2 separate regions of the Hordeum vulgare genome follow, and region 2 is linked to region 1. Evidence: chromatin contacts called from public Hi-C data. All regions are on one chromosome and are shown on one strand. The core of a region is the stretch at or near the end of the contact, and the rest is flanking DNA. Distances in the headings are between cores, read along the strand shown. Region 1 holds the start of LOC123402068 (membrane steroid-binding protein 1-like). Region 2 holds the start of LOC123403479 (LIM domain-containing protein PLIM2b-like).

Region 1 (5,186 bases), core at 325-2,824:
AGTTTCAGCTCTAGTTTCTTCCGGTACCAACTCATGGTTGCTCTGTATTGGGTTTGCGTTGAAGCCTCTTCCAGACATCTGAGCGTGCGCTGCACCATCTTCCTCTGAGACAGGAACGGTCTTCATTATTGTTCCAACCTTCACATACTTGCCCATGAATTTCTGCTCCCATTCTTGCAAGGTTTCGACCTCCAAAGGGTCTAAGCCTGAAACGTCACTGGTTAAATCACTCGGCTCAAATGACATCTTTGCCAATGCCCTACTCGCATCTCTGCCCGCAAACAACGCATATGGGCCGCCAAGTCCATAGAACATCCTGCAGAACTCAAAGAAGGCAGAAGTATGAACGAAGAATAAATATGTTGCATACATTGATTTACAATACAATGGTTAGTGCTGATAAAATTAAGATGTTTGAAACTTCAAAGTGATTAAGTTTGAATAGCACGAAATGTGGGATAAGTTAACACAATTAGCTATATAGGTGCAGATCATGAGAATAATTCCACAATGGGTATGTGATTATCATGCAAACAAAACAAAAATCTCATCATTGTGAAGAACCAGCCCACTTAGTTAACAAGGAAACACCATTTGTTTCTAGCTTCAGACAGTTCTATCTGATCAATCTATAATTGCCATGACAAAGTCAAAATGTTTCCATGTAAGGGTGTCTTCTCCTAGCAGGTTAATTATGTCCTTTTCTAATTGATCACCTCTAAAACTGTATGGTAGTCAAGTAGGCATGGAAGAGAATTATATGAAACGAGGTAAACAAAAGAAGGGGGGGGGGGGGGGATCTGGCATCCTTATATAATGATTAAACTCCATTCCAAAATCATGAGAATTTTCCTTCCATTTGACAAATTCTCCATTTTATTACTTCTCATGGCAATTTATTATCGATAATTTAAATGGTCCACCCCTAATTTCTTTTTGCTCTGATACATATCAAGATTATTACTCCCTACTCATTAAAATACTTTTCCTTTTGAATTTCTCAGGAAACGTAGATGTTCTTATTGGTAAGGAAGGAACGGAATAACTGAAAGAAATAGTCCTGAAATTCCATGGCTATATGAGAGAGAGAGAGATCATCTACCTGCTCTGCGTGACATCATAAATTTGCCCCTTGATGGCCATGAGGAGCGGCTTCTTGGGGTCTGACCCGTCATAAAGCCCCAGATCCTTCTCCGTCACCTCACCAAGCTGCACCGGTGGCGGCAGCGGCTCGAGCGTCCTCTCGTCCTCCGCCTCCCTCCTTCTCGGCGCCGGCGGTAACGGGGCTGGCCGCGCGAATGAGCTGGAGACGGCCATGTAAAGCCCGGCGATCACCGCAACCACCGTGATGAACGCCTCCGGCGGCAGTCCTGCGTACGCCGCGATGGCCGCCTTCGCTGCCTCCCACCACTCCCCCGCTGCAGCCATCGCCATGGACGATGAATGACACAGGAGATGGTATGAAACAACGTTGAGGTGGAAGGGGCCAGAGTGGAACTGAGGGACGCGCGAACTGTGCTCTTTTCTATGGATGGGGCCGGAGAAAATCGGGCGGTCGATTGAGAGTTGAGACGGAGCACTCGGCCCGAGGCTCTTATCAGAGGGAATCCATCTAGAAAGTTTAGAAAGGATCAAAAAGACCAGCCGGCTCTACGTGTTGATCTTGTCTTTTTTTCTTTTTCTTTTTCTTTTTTGCGAGGGTACGTGTTGTTCTTGTCATGCACAAGTGTTTTCTGATCCATGGTTTTGGTTGGGAATCCATGATAGCATCTGGCCAGTTTTTTCGTGGATGATCTTGTGCAGAAGGCGTACGATGTCACGAGATTTTATCTCTGTATATATCGGAGAAACCGTACAAATTTTCTTTTACAGCAGGCGTAAAGGTGTGAGCTAGCACATCTGCACGAGCAGAGATCACCCTTCTTTTTGGATGGAAGACCATCCTGGAGCATCGTTGAGATGACGTGCACAACATTCACTGACAGCGGATGGAGCAGCAACCTGCTCCTATCATCTTCTACCGTCCAACTGAAGCTAGAAAAAGATAGGTGGAAAGAAGCCTCTTCAGGTTCAGGGATGTGAGATGTAGGAAGCTGGAACGAAATAGGTGTAAAGTCACGTAGGTGGACTGTCTCGATTTGACATCAGAATTGTGCGATCCTGCTTTTATCAAAGTTTCATGGCAAAGTTCCATGTAAGCATCACGTTGTTGACGTTCCATAAGACGAAATTATCTTTACAGCCAATTGCACTCGTGCCTCTAACTCGAACCCATTATTCATAATTACCTTTAATTTTTTCTATGCTCAAATTTGCCCTGAAAAACATTTAAAACCGTTCAACCGTTACTTCAAAAATTCATATGAAATAAAAAAATGTAAATACGATATCTTTTTTTTAAGAAAAGGAGGATATCCCCCCGGCCTCTGCATCTAGACGATGCATACAACCATTTTCTTAATTATTCACAGAGACCATACAAAGTAATACATCAGTTAGCCTGAAGCCACCATCTAGACAACACATGTTGCTACTCATCCTTGATGAAGGTGTGCTGAATATCCGGGTCAAATACCAAACAGATATCGCACCAAATCCTAACATCTATAGTCTGATGCTCCAGCCTAGCCACCACTGAGACTGGATCCCAAACTGGTCCGGCGCAGAGGCCGCCTCCACCATCTACCACCGTACCCTCTCCAGAGCTAGAACAAACGCATCATCCTTGCGAGGTCTGCCGTCGACGCCACCACGGTGCCAGACAGCGCCACCATCCTGTACGTGTCCGCCTACACGTGCCTGTCGACGAACCACCGCAGCGCCATGCCGCCGGGCTACACCGTATGGCTCACGGTAGACCAAACACCGCTCCTCCTCTTGTCCCGTCCACCCAGCATGTACTGCAAAACGATGCCCTCGGGAGGGAAATGACGTCGAAGATGCCATCATCGTCCGACCGGTAGATCCAGATCTAAGGTTTCCCTCGGAGCATCACGAGTGTGGTGCCACGACCTACAACAACGATGCCATGGGCTGGTAACGACGTCCTAGACGCCGCCATCGTCCGCCATGACCGAGGTCGGAGCGGTTTTCACCGGAAGTCGCGACCCCCCGATCTCGTGGCTGAATGGAACCGAGGGAGGCACGTCATGTAGACGAAGACCGCCGTCGGCATGCCGACAGGGGCCTCGCCGCCCCACACCGATCCTCCTCACGCCACCGGCAGCAGAAGTCCAAGCCGTGACGGATCGGGCCAGGAAACGCCAGATCCACAGCCCTCGATGACCGCCCTTGCGCGCAGCCGCTGCCCTCGCCGGATGGAGCGCCTCCGTCGCCATCCAACCTGACCACGGCCGACCATGGGGCCACGAACGCCGCCGCACATCAGGTCCGCCGTCCTGACCGCCGCCCCCGTCTTCCCCGCGCGCGACGGCCTCTCCGCCTCGCTGGGGCTCCGCGGCACCACCCGCTCTGGCTCTAAGGCGCAGGGCCCGCCGCCACCGCGGCCCTTGCCGGCGGCAGCGGCGGCCGAGGAAGGAGGGAACCGCTCTGGCGGCTAGGGCTTCGGGGGGCCTAGCGTCGCCCGAGAGGAGGCGACGCCAATACATCTCCTGTCCATGCAAGTCATTTGCACTCATCACTTATCCATGTATTCTTTTGAATTCACCCTAACAGATTAGTAATGTTACTCCTCCGATCCAAATTAAATGACGCTACAATGCTAATTAATGGGGTTTGAAGGGAGTATTAATGCTAAAAAGATTGAAACTGTACTTTTGTCATGAATGCAAATGATACGCACATATAGGTAATGTTTGTCTAAACATACTGATATGTTATTTGCATTTTTCTTAGTTTATATTAGTTTGTTATGGATTTTTAAAGTAATGGTCAAACAATTTTTGACCAGATGAAAAGACATTCATGCGACCTAAAAAAAATTTTATGGGCAAATTTGAGCATGTCAAAAAAATAGGGGCAAATATCAATAGTGGGAAGGTTAGAGGAATGTAAATGCCCGTTATTTTTCTGTATTTTTATGGGGAAATCCATAAGATGAAACTTGACAAATCTATTGGTTGCATCTGCTGTTCAAATGCTCCTTCTAAACCTCATGCCTACTTGCTACATGTGTGAATTATCTGCCATTATCTTCCCATCAGCGCCTTTAAGCATCGGATATAGGCCATTTTGCCAACCGGAGCACACCTCCCTCCGCCCTGGGCCCGCGTCCCATTTACATATTTTTTTAATTTTATTATTAGCCTTCAAAAAATGGGTATGTGAGGTGATTCGAAGTTCACACTTCTTGTTTTAGTTCAAACCGCAGTAACCAAGTGGCACCGTACTCGTTCTGCCTATTTTACTTATTTCTTCTTCTTCAAATGTAACGCCAAATAACACAGTGGCTTTCCTGTTTTTTCTGTTTTGTTTGGCTGGTTTAGTTCTATTTCTTTCCTTTCGCTTTCTCTTTTTTTTCTCCATTTTCTTTTTTCCTTTTTCAATTTTGTTTTGCAAACCTTTAAAATCCATGAACTTTTCTCAAATCTGCAAACCTTTTCCAAATGCATGAATGTTTTTCAAATTGAAGAGCTCTTTTCAACGTTACAAACTTTTTTCCAAACCCATGATTTTTAAAAAAATTTGCAATTTTTTCAAATGAATGAACTTTTTTCAAATCCGTGGACTTGTTTTTTCAAAATTTGTGAACTTTTTTTAACTCCATGATTATTTTTTTCTAAATTATTATAGTATTTTATAAATTCATGTACTTTTTTCAAAAGCATGAAAAGTTTTCTAAAATTCATGAACTTTTTGAATTTCGAAAAAAGGAATTAAATCGGTGAAAATTCACAAACATTTCTGTTTTTCATATTTTTCTGTCAACTAGTCAATCGTCGAGCAGTTAATCATGACCGAGCGAACCAAGGTGTCCTGGTGTGCGCGACCATGTCGTATGATGTTGGACCGGCCCAGAGAACGTGGGCGCGTGGCCGTTCGTTCTCCTAGTTGGTGCTTAATGCGTCAACTAAGAGGTCTCGTTATTCCATTATTTTAGAGTCCTTTGATGGTACACATATCATTTTGGGGCCATTATTTTCATGATCAAATAGCCCACGTACAAATGTGCTACACTGGAATTCATTTAGTATATTATAAGGAGTCAGAGGCCTTTTTGTCAATTC
Region 2 (5,953 bases), core at 2,173-4,672, 390 kb after region 1:
GCAACTATGAAGTCGATAGCGGGCGGTGCGGGTGAGAATTTGAATTGCAGCATCGCTATTTTCTTTTTCCTGAAACATTACATGTATTGCAAAAATTATTTCCACAACAACACATGTGTTGCAAAAAAGAGAAAACTGAGAAAAAAAAATCTGCAATATGACTTTTTGTTGCAAAAAAAAAATTATCTACTGTTACAGAAAAAAAATCTACAACAAACACTCGGTTGGAAAATATTTATGCAACAAGACTTTTGTTGTAGAGAAAGAATTCTACATATGTTTCTGCAACACGATCTTTGCTATGGAAAATATTATATAACAAGGAAAACTCTTCCCATCAGCCGGTCGATTTGTACGATCACGTAATGCAATTAGGCGTAATGACGAGTTTCTTCAACTTGGTCTCTCTTTCAAAAAATTAGAACAAATATCTTTTGTTGCAAAAGTTTTCGACACTCTAACCTACGTTGCAAAAGTTTTCTGCAACATGACCTTTGTTGCAAAAATTTCTCCAACACGATCCTTGTTACAGAAAATATTCTATAAAAAATTCTATTACAAAAAAACTGGACGGATGTTTTCACAACATGGTCTTTTGTTGCAAAAAAAATTGCAACATAATCTATGTTGCAAAAGACCCGTCGGTCACTTTTTAACCCGTCAGCCGGACGACGTAGCAGTGTGCTTGTTTCTGCAACTAGAGCGTTGTTTCAGGATTTTGTGTGGTGGACAGAGCCACTGAGGCGATCAAGCTGGTGATCGGACGGTGCACGCGTATACATCCGACGGCTAAAAGGGTGGTGGATGGTTACTTCAAATCCATCTGTGAATGCCTAGCAGTCCCCATCAAAGTAGCTTCAAAATTTATGAAAAATTAGGTGAAGCCTCTCTAAGGTATTTCCAAGCGACATAGAAAACCAATATTTTTTAAATATGTTTAAATATTTGATGATTATAAGTCCATATAAATTAACATTTGGAGCTAAACTCTAAGTGTGTTATATATTGCTTCAAAATTTATGAAATAATTATTGTAGTTTCCTAATAATATTAGAAGGCTAAATATAGGTTTTCAAGAGCATTCATCGTGTAAAGTCCTTGATTTAAATAGATAAAAATTATATGTGTATTATCAATTTTACATTTTTATTATTTTAATCCAAAATTTGAATTATACCCTTTTAATCTTTAATAAAATTTGGGTGGGCCGATATGTTGGACAACTCGCAAATATAGGGGTTTAGCCCTTTAAAAACATGAGGGTTGAATTAATCCATATTTTCAGATTAAGATGAATGTAGAATGATGGTTATGAGATTATCATGATGCACACTGAATTTCTAATAAATGTGATGCTCTTGGGCTTTTACAATCGACCCCCATGAATGGAATCTGGCCCCGAGATTGAACTGTAGGAAAGAGGAAAAGGCTTGGGCTACTAATCCAACAAATATTCTCATTGCATGTACTCCCTCCGTTTTTAAATATAAGTCTTTTTAAAGGTTTTACAAGAAAACTACATACGAATGTATGTAGACATATTTTAGTATGTACATTGTAATCCTCCGATGAAATCTCTAAAAAGACTTACATTTAAGAACAGAGGGAATATATATGAATGGCGGCCATAAGAATGATGCACAACATTTTTTTTTTTTGCGGGGTAATGATGCACAACATTTTAACAGACCGTGGTATGCAAAAAAATGTATCCTCCAGAGATACATCTCGGATGTCATAAAGAAATACCGAAATGCAATCTACGAAAGGTAAAAGGAACTACACAAGTATGTGAAACATCATACACGAAAGGAAACTCGTGTCCAGGAATTTTTGGAATGTCAAATGTAGGCTAGAAGCCCTAGAATCCTCCAGATTTCCTTTAAAAATCCTTTGAGTCAAAGTGGCCCTTAAAGAAATGTCTTTGTCGCTTATGTTCTGAGAATTCAAAGAAAATATCCATTCAATGCATAGTAATATTTTTGGCTGTGCAAACCAATAGTTTCATGTCAGGTGACAAGTTTCCGAGAAATGATACAATTCCAGCTTGAACAAAAGCAAGCTTTGAGAGACCGTACAAAAACGGAAGCAGGGAAGGAAGTATTGCAAATTACTATCTGTCAATTGTGGAGGCTTTATATATATATATATATATATTTGGTTCTGTTTTTCCCCCTTTGCTTTGCTCCTAATCTTTGCTCTATGCTTCATCTTGTGGGGGCTCTGCTGCTGCAGCTGGCTCCGCCCCTGCCTCCGCTGCGGCGGCAGCCTCCTCGTTCTCTTTCTTTGTTTGTGCGGTCTTGATAAGATGGTTGTAGCTTCCCTTCTCCTTGAACAGCTGTGAGAAATGGATCTTGCAGTAGAGGATTCCGTTGAGCGCAGCGTACGAGGAGGTCGTCAGGATGCAGCCACCATGCGAGCACTTGAAGCAGCCCTTGTGGTAGCATTCTCCCTCCAAGGATAGCTGAACAGAAAAGTAAAGATTTGCAATAATGTGGTCATGATTTACCAAAAACTAATTGAGACCTTGCGTTTATATTTGGCAACTAGATCGATATCTGTGTTTTGCTCCACTATCGAAGTTAACACTACAACTTTCCCCTTATACCTTCTCCAATGGGTACACGGTTTTTTGACAGGCCGCACATTTATCCTGAGTTCCAGAGAAGGCAGATGACATCTTGCTTGGAGCTTTTGCCTGCAGGAGATTCTGAATTAGCGATGTAAATAATTTACCATTAACAGATGCGATGGGAATTGGCGAACAATTGCTGAGAAAGGGCATATGCGACGTTTGCATGCTGGAACTGTACCTCGCTCTTCTCCGCGGATTTGCCACCTGAGCAACGGAACAAAAGGTCAGAATATCCATTGGTTAGCAGTATTGCTAGGACTGCGGTTTCACATTACCTGGCGTAAATTTCTTTGAGAAGCTCCCCGTCTCCTTGAAGAGTTGTTCGAAATGGGTCTTGCAGTAGAGGACACCATCCATGGAAGAGTAGTTGCACATCTAGAGGCGGCCATGCAGAAAATGAAACGCCAAGATTCCCATTTTGCACAGACGTGGTATATATAATTCAGAAAAGCGAAACATATTTGCGGTTGGATTCGACAAAAAAATCTATAGCCGGGGCCAGGCGCGCAGAGCGTACCGAGAGGGTCCCCTTGCAGTGGCTGCACTTGAAGCATGTCTTGTGGTAGGAGACGCCGTCGGCGGTGAGGAGGTCGATGAAGTGGACGGTCTTGTCGCACGTCTTGCACTTGTCCTGCGTGCCGGTGAAAGACATGGTGATCCGCGCCGGTGATCGGCCGAGCAATGAGGACGCACGGGCTTCTTTTTATTCAGGCGCGTCTCCTCCGGCTGGTCGGCGATCGATAGGGCAAGGCGTTCCTTCAGAGGAACCAGCGTGGCATCTCGAGAACGAGATGGGGACAGCGATGGGCCACGCTTTAAAAAGGGCGGGGCATGGTGACCTTGGGAGCGAAGATAGGAGATGCATGGCCTCCAGACCGCACAGACCCCGTCAATCAAAAGGCATTGTCTAATTTTGGAAGTACAAGGGATGGCAATGTCCGAGAAGAAACCATCTGCTATCTCTCTCTCTCTCATGCTTGCTTGTCCTATTTTCATGGGCGTGTGGTGTCTGGATTAAGTGTCCAGGTCGTGTGAGCCACCAACATGACATGCCGAAACGGATATTAAGACTGAATTTTCTACTCCCGGATACACCTAAACTCGCATGAACAGTGCACCTAAAATTATACAAAACCAAATCGAAAAAATCTGAAATTTTGGGACACCAAACTAATCAAAAGTTTTAGATGCTTGCGAAATTTCATGACAAAATAACATTCGAGCAGAGCTCACAAAAAAAAAAAGACAGTCTTCAAAGTTTTGTTCACTTTTCAACATTGATTTTGTTTTTTTGCTGAGGGCTCTTGAAATGTTATTTGGTCACGAAATTTTACACAATGCCAAAACTTTTCATCTAGCTTGGTGTCAAAAATATTTAGATTTTTTCAAACTTGTTTTTTATGTTTTCCAAGTGCATTGTTCATGTAGGGTACGTACATCCAGAAGCAGCCACACCCTTGAGACTGGATTTTCTACTCCGGGATGCACCTACACCCGCATGAACAGTACACCTAAAAAATATACAAAACCAAATCGGAAAATTAAGGTTGCTATCGAAACAATCGTGCACGCATACGCCTAAATGAGGTTAATATTCCAACACTTTCTTGACTCTATGTGTTGAAATTAATCGTTCTGAAATTAATCTATACGTATGCTGCAATAGAGTAATATTCCAACACTTTCTTCCCTCGCCTCCGCAATGGCCCAAGATAGTGGGAGTGGTGACCGATAGTAATTACATCATGATCAGAAGTTGCGCAATGACCGACGATTGGCATCTTTTTTTTTAGATAATATGGTCTTTATTGATCAAGGGATGTCATTACAAAGTTCATCCCGAATCAAGCTCGGAATAACACCAACAGAAATATTACAAGATGATGGCTCGGCATTCCGAGCCAATTTATGTACGACCACATTAGAACTACGACGATGAAACTGAAACGTACAAGACTGAAAGTCCGACGCCATCGATCTGATATCCGCTATCACCGTTCCCAACGTGGAACGATCCATCCCAGGCGAAGAGATGCGCTGAATCAAGGAGAGTCAATCCGATGCCAGAATGATCCGATGAACACCCCTGCTGTGAGCTGTCAATAAACCCCGTCGAACAGCCATTGCTTCCGCCAACTCCGGAGTAGGGAAAATGGACATACCTTCGCTCACAGACATGATGAAAGACCCGGAATGATCTTGCAAGACCACACCACACCCCATACGACGAGTGTCAGGAAATAGAGCAGCGTCAACATTAACACAAACAAAGCCCATGGGAGGTAGAGGCCATCGTTGTGGAGGATCAACCGTCGGAAGGGGCTGGTTTGATGGGTTAGGCCACAGATGCTGCACAATCATCTGCACATATGCCAACACACGAGCCACCACGCGTGACACACTGAGTTGTGCCGCATTATTGCGACAATCATTCCGTGATTCCCAAATGTGACATGCAGTAACCGCAAGAACCGTGGCATGAAGCTTCGCCTCACGGTTGATGAACTCGAATATCCACTGCTTCATATTGTGCAAGTCCTTCCTGAGAAGATGAAGAGGGTATACCAACTTAACTCCATCCCATAGACGTCGTGCAAATGGGCAGAATAGAAACAGATGCTCAACCCGCTCAGTGTCACCACAGAAAATGCACCTATCATCCGCTGGAATATGACGATGAACCAACTGATGTCCTGTCGGTAAGCAACCATGGGCCATGCGCCAAAGAACTACCTTCATTTTGCCAGGCGCGACAATAGACCAGAGAGTTTTCTGATGCTTCTCCTCGGCCGAACCTGACCCCCTTCCAGCAGTTTGATATGTGGAGAAGAAACTTGGCGTCCGAGCCATATTATATGCAGAACGTACCGTGTACTGACCACAGCGATCATGCAGCCAAGAGATGAAATCAAGACAACCCCGCCGACTGATAGGAATCTGCAAAATAGCCTTAGCTAAATCTCCATGAAAAAACGCTCTGACGGTATCTTCCTCCCAAGCAGTTCCTTCATCATTCATAAGATATCGAACCCTAGTAGAATCAGGAATGGGAAACAGCGAGTGGAAAGAACCTTGACGGAAACCTGGGATCCAATTATCTCTCATAATAGAGACATTCTCTCCATTGCCAACATTCCATCTCATACCAATCTTAAGTAACTTTCGCCCAAATATAATAGAGCGCCAAGTAAAAGAAGATGATCTTGGTTTCCCCGCAGTCATGAAATCAGCATCCGGGTAATAGCGCCCCTTGAGAACACGAGCACACAAAGAAGTGGGATCAATAGCTAATTTCCAAGCTTGTTTCCCCAGCATCGC

The links. A called contact is a pair of places that touch in the nucleus more often than the background predicts.
Region 2: a contact with region 1 is called in a Hi-C map of leaf, with 3 times the contacts expected there. The contact joins the promoter of LOC123403479 here to the promoter of LOC123402068 in region 1. A contact is called at or near these places in 2 of 6 Hi-C or Micro-C datasets (both in leaf).

What each region holds. Positions count from the first base shown.
Region 1 is chr6H:393,659,048-393,664,233 of MorexV3_pseudomolecules_assembly, forward strand. LOC123402068 (membrane steroid-binding protein 1-like) reads right to left here and starts at 1,575. Exons shown (of 2, transcript XM_045095930.1): 1 at 1,103-1,575; 2 at 1-316. The coding sequence starts at 1,434.
Region 2 is chr6H:394,050,261-394,056,213 of MorexV3_pseudomolecules_assembly, forward strand. It overlaps LOC123403479 (LIM domain-containing protein PLIM2b-like), which reads right to left and starts at 3,423. Exons shown (of 5, transcript XM_045097416.1): 1 at 3,153-3,423; 2 at 2,911-3,010; 3 at 2,814-2,839; 4 at 2,609-2,698; 5 at 1,946-2,464. The coding sequence starts at 3,287. The coding sequence ends at 2,201.